Regions from separate parts of the Mus musculus genome. Here region 1 is linked to region 2. A link is a contact called in public HiChIP or PLAC-seq data. All regions are on one chromosome and are shown on one strand. The core of a region is the stretch at or near the end of the contact, and the rest is flanking DNA. Distances in the headings are between cores, read along the strand shown.

Region 1 (2,700 bases), core at 126-2,625, 150 kb before region 2:
CTGCTGTGCTGTAGAATGTCAAAGGATCCAGTGTACTAGGTTCTCCTCTTCAGAGGAGGATGTTACATAAATGCACGAGTGAAATTCAGGGAAATTTCACTTAGACCAGGATGATGAGAATGACCTTTTGATAGGAACACACACACACACACACACACACACACACACACACACACGCGCACACGCACACACACACACACACACACACACACAGACACACACGAGCGGGGTTGGGGAGTGTGGTGGGATAAACACACACAGATGGGCACAATCTCCAGATTAAGAATGACTAAGTAAGTGTTAGGGTGTTCTGGAATTAACAAAAATTGGAACTATAGGCCCGTCCTTCCATCCCCAACCTTCACAACCAGCTAGGCAGGCAGGAGAAAACAGAGGTTCAAAAATATTACATAACTTGCCAGGGTCATAAAACTCTACATGATGTAACTGGAACCAGTGGCATCAGGATCTGCCTGACACCAAAGTCCTTGCTTGTTCCAGTATAGCTCCCAGAAACAAAACCAACCAACCAACCAACCAAACAAACACAGTATTTGGGAATTTGAGGGACCAGGGGATTTAAAATTTTTTTTTTCTTTTTCCTATTTCCCTTCTGACAGTCTTTAGTTGTGACGTTATGTTAGCATCCTAGAGGCTGGGCAAGATCAAACAGGAGGCATTTGTAAACAAAATGACTGCATAGCCTTTAATATAACCACAACAATTTCCTTCTTTCAGAGTTTTTATCTAGGATTTGATAAGGGGTGGGTGACCCAGAAGTGGTAGAGGTGGTGGCCAGGGTTAAGTTAGTAAAAGGATGAGTCTTTTCTTACCTTTAAGTTGTTTATCGGTTTCAGGACAACCCGTTGGTTATTCTCTTCTCTTTGTCAGCGTTTTTTAAATTTTGTTTTGTTTTGTTTGTTTGTTTTTTGTTTTCTCCCCCCTACTTTGTAGGTAAGGATAGGGTTTAAGGAATTCTATAGCACATTTCTGTAGTGAATCTGCACAGTAGCTCCAAAAAAGTTGAGGTCAAAGATGATTCCTTTATCTGCTTTGGGAAGGGATTGTGCATGTGCTTAGGAAAAGAAAAAAGGGATTTGTTCTGGGTCACGCTCCTTTCATACTGACGCACTGAGGGAATTAAAAGGGACCCCCTGTCTCCACGAGAAATGAACCGAGATTCCCTCACATTCCCGCTCTCGGAGACGAGTGACGAAAGCATTCACATACCTTCTTGGAGGGAAGAAAAAGGTGCTGGGGTCTGACGGGGGTGGGGTGTGGGGGGAGCCGACAGCTTCCGGCTCCCGGGAAGCCGCGTCAGGGGCGGGCCACGGGCCGCGGGCGGCGCAGGGCGCACGGGGCCCCGCCACCCCCAGGCCGCGCTGCCTCGCGTTCCCTGCCGCTCGTGCCCGGTGCGGCCGCCGCAGTCCCGGCGCCGTAGCGGGACGTGGGGTCCAGGGGGCGCTGTGGCCCAGCGGCGCGGGCGGCTGAAGCGGCCACCGCGGCGGCGCCCGAGGCTTCGCCGAGCCCGTCTGCCTGCATCGCCTCGGTTGTCCCGCCGTAAGCTGCGCCCCCGGCCGCGCTCGGCCGCGCTCGGCCGCGCTTTCCCGGACCCGCGTGGCTGAGGCGGCTGGAGGGGCGCTGGGCCTCAGTCCCGGCCGCTGAGACCGCAGCCCCCTCAGGAGTGCGAGGCTTCGCGGCGGAGCCCCGCTGAGGACGAGGCTCTCGGCTGAGTGACGACCCCCGGGCCATGGAGAGGCGGTGAGTGTGGCGCGCTGCGGTTCGGGGCTCGTCTGCTTGCGCCGCCCAGGGGTCCTGGCGCCAGCTATTGGGCCGGGCGGACGGAGCGTCCTGCCAGTGCGGCCGCCGCGGGCACCCCGGAGCTCTGGGGCCTCGGCCCTTTCTCCGTGGGTCCCCGGGAGATTGAAGGCGTGCGGGGGGCGACTAGGCCCCGAGTCGCCGGGAAGCCCTTAGCCGGGCCTGGGTTCCGGCGCGGCCGGGTACGTGAAGATCGGGCTGGCGGCCGCACCGGTGCCCTTCGCGTTTGTCCCGGGCGGGGCCGAGCGTGCCTTCCTTCCCAGGGCCCTTCGAGCACATCCCGGAGGGAGGCAGAGGACGCTTGTTTGCAAACAGCTTTGGCTTGCCTGCTCCGCGTACTGAGTCCTGCGGAGCCACCCCCTGGGTGGGGAGTGGTGAGTATTGAGGTGCAGAGAGTGCGGGGCACTCGGAGCCCCTGGTACTCCAGGAGTAGCATTCACGCCTCCCTTGCTGGAGACACAGCCTTTTGCGTCCTTTTTTGAGGTGAAATTTCATCACCTGCCGCTAGCTCATCCTTTCCTCCTTATGTTACATCTTGTCTCTGAGCGAGGTCTGCTTTGGAGAAAGCCCCATCCCATCTTTGCTATGCTAAGTTTCCTAGCTACTCACAGTTAAAAAAAGAAAAAAAAAATCTTTTAGGAAGATGTCTTTTCCACCTTTAGAGAGACAGGAAATGTTTTAATGCCCCAGTCCTTGGTACAAAAATGTTTTACTCAAATAGAGAACGGATGGCAAGAAGATTTTAAATCATACTAATTACCCTAATTGCAAGGACATGCCGAAAATGGGATATAAACTCAGTTGTACAAGAAAAATGATTTGTTTTGTTCTGGTAAGGATGTAAAAAAAAGTTAGTGATTGTAGTTTGACATTACACGTCAG
Region 2 (2,700 bases), core at 193-2,692:
GAGCTCTGGTTTTATATAATGTGCACTGAAATTTACAAGGTGAAATGCTTACACGCCACATTCCTAATTAGGCCAGGTTTTCTAGATTTAACCCTAAAAGATAAATACAGAGCATCTACACTGAAGAGCACAATTGCACTGGTGTATTTAAAAACTATTGTATGCTTACCAAATTCATTTGTAAGCATATATTGTATAATGTATTTCCTGGTGTTTTGAGGTGGGCTCTCATGTAGCCCAGGCTGACCTCGAACTCAGAATAGTCAAAGAAGACCTTCAATTCCCAACGCTCCTGCCTCGGCCTTCCAAGTGCTGGGATTATAGCAATATGCTACTCCCATACTCAAGGTAGTAGAATGCTGAGATTGTTTAAGTTCCAGTCTCTGTCTTCTCCATCTACACTGGGTCCTGCTAGGGTACCCCAAATTCCAATTAGATTTCTCTATGGCCATCTGAAAGATAATTAGGCATTTAATGTATTTCTCTTTTTTAAAATTAATTTATGTGAGTACACTGTTCCTCTCTTCAACTACACCAATAGAGGGCATCGGATCCCATTAGAGATGGTTGTGAGCCACCATGTGGTTGCTGGGAATTGAACTCAGGACCTCTGGAAGAGCTCTAACTGCTGAGTCATCTCTCCAGCCCCCAAGTTTAATGTATTTCTAGTAAGTAATCTGCTCAGCATTGAGTCTGGGATTAACTGTTTGTATTAAATAACAGGCATGGGGTTTTTAAGTCTTATTCGTAGGACTAAGAAGACTGCTGACGTCCATCTTAGAGGCCAGAGAGGGACAGAACTAGAACTACACCAGGTACAGGCTTCCTGCCTGCCAGCCCCAGCCCAGCTGGTTTGTTTTATACTCACAACAGCTGACCTCACTTAGTGCAAAGATCTTTTAAGGGGATGCTACAAACCTGTGGGGGAAAAGCCTAAATAACTAGGAGAGGGGCCACACAGGTCTTAAAGTGGTGCTACAGAAGGGAAAAGCCACAAAGCTATTTCCTGACTTTAAAATAAAGTATGTATTGTTTAGTTCAGTAATTCAAAAGGACATGCAATAGCCGGGCAGTGGTGGCGCACACCTTTAATCCCAGCACTTGGGAGGCAGAGGCAGGCGGATTTCTGATTTTGAGGCCAGCCTGGTCTACAGAGTGAGTTCCAGGACAGCCAAGGCTACACAGAGAAACCCTGTCTCAAAAAACCGAAAAAAAATCAAAAAAAAAAAAAAAAAAAAAAAGGAAGAACGAAAGAAAGGACATGCAGTGCAATATTTAAAAAAGGATTTTCATTGTGCCTGGTTCTATCTGTGAATGTTTGGTGACTGTGGTTGATCAAGTCTTAGAAAATGAGGCTTTATGCAGGCCCCTCCCCCTAGCCATGCATTCCTTGGCTACAACAAAGACCTTTTAAGATTGTCTCCATGTCCAGTGGGTGGCTTTGTTGGCCTCCCTCTGCCTGAGGTTGTTTTCAGTAAGCAGAACAATGCAGTGGACTGGAAGGGACCAAGTTGTAAAGGGAGATCCTTGAAGTCAAAGAAAACTAAGACATTTCCATCAGAGGAGCACAATGGGGGATCATCAAGAGTCAGGCCAGACTGTAAGGAAGATACAGGGGACCAACACCTCTTCAAGTCCTCCCTCTCTGCTCTAGGTCCCTTAACGAAGGCAGAGACCCTTTCATTGCAAATTACTGCTTGATCATGTGAATATCATTGTTAAATCTCTTACATAGGAGAGATTGCGAGCTCATGGTGGCTAAGATTGGCCAGTGTGTTCTGGGGCATCACTTGTGTGCAGTTTCTGCCTTGTTAAGCACTAACAGTTGGACAAGCTCCAGCCCTGGGATCTCCTACGTGAAGTGGGAGAAGCTCAGCCCTGAGCTGCTTCTGCAGCAGTGTAGTGACCAGCAGCTGAGTGTTTACTTCACGCAGAGCCTTCACAAGTCACCTTGAGGAAGCCAGGCTGGTGGCTGGCACATGCTCAGGCCTGTAATCCCAACACTAGGAAGGCTGAGGCAGGTGGACTGCTATATAGAGTGAGACCCTGCCTCCTACAACCAAATATACAGAGTAAAGAGTAAATCTGGAGGGATACTTTGCTGAACTTAGTGCTTTAAAATGGGAAAGAGTTGGGATGCTGATTTTTTAAAAATCTAAAATAATGCATTTGTGACTATTAATTGTTGCAACGATCTGCCCCCTCATTTCCCTGCATTTACTACAAAAGCTAAGATTGGCCAGAGTGGCCAGCCAGGGATTAGCCAGGTGATCAGCTCCATGACATGCCGTCTCAGAAGAAGAATGCACAGGTGCAGTGGCTCTGTGGATCACTGCTTCTGCTTTTAAAGTGACAGGGAAGCTGGGTGTGGTTGCACACGCCTTTAGTCCCAGCACTCAGAAGACAGATAGATGGATCTCTTAATTTGAGGCCAGCCTGGTCTACAAAGAGTTTCAGGACTGCCAGGGCTGTTACATAGAGAAACCCTGTCTCAAAATAAATAAGTACATAAATAGATAAAGTGACAGAGAGCAGGGCATTTGAAGACTTTTCTAGGTAATTCACACTGTTCAGAGTATAAAGTCCCTACAGTGAATTAGATCTAGTTTTAAAATAAAAATGGCTACATAAAACTGATAGTTTTTCTTTTTCTTTTTTCCTTTTTTTCTCCCCAATTAACAGTCTTTCACCTTAGGTACA

What was found. HiChIP or PLAC-seq counts read pairs in DNA pulled down with a chosen protein or histone mark.
Region 1: an H3K4me3 HiChIP or PLAC-seq map of embryonic stem cells shows a contact between it and region 2, with 3 times the contacts expected there. The contact joins the promoter of Zfyve9 here to the enhancer-like site in region 2. A contact is called at or near these places in 3 of 39 promoter capture datasets (the 3T3-L1 cell line and liver), 7 of 484 Hi-C or Micro-C datasets (brown adipocytes, cerebral cortex, embryonic stem cells and 2 more), 5 of 115 datasets of contacts at active chromatin or transcription factors (embryonic forebrain, embryonic stem cells, extraembryonic endoderm stem cells and 1 more) and 4 of 9 other capture datasets (adipose tissue, embryonic stem cells, liver and 1 more).

What each region holds. Positions count from the first base shown.
Region 1 is chr4:108,779,514-108,782,213 of GRCm38.p6, reverse strand. Zfyve9 (zinc finger, FYVE domain containing 9) reads left to right here and starts at 1,375. Exons shown (of 19, transcript NM_001384118.1): 1 at 1,375-1,761.
Region 2 is chr4:108,634,058-108,636,757 of GRCm38.p6, reverse strand. It overlaps Cc2d1b (coiled-coil and C2 domain containing 1B), which reads right to left. Exons shown (of 25, transcript NM_177045.3): 25 at 2,636-2,700. Among named protein-coding and RNA genes, the nearest start is that of Cc2d1b, 15 kb to the right of the region's middle. Within about 2 kb of position 1,442, at least 24 of the 459 cell types and tissues checked have an H3K27ac peak or open chromatin away from gene starts, as enhancers often do. A contact at or near this core is called in embryonic stem cells and trophoblast stem cells, where this site is marked.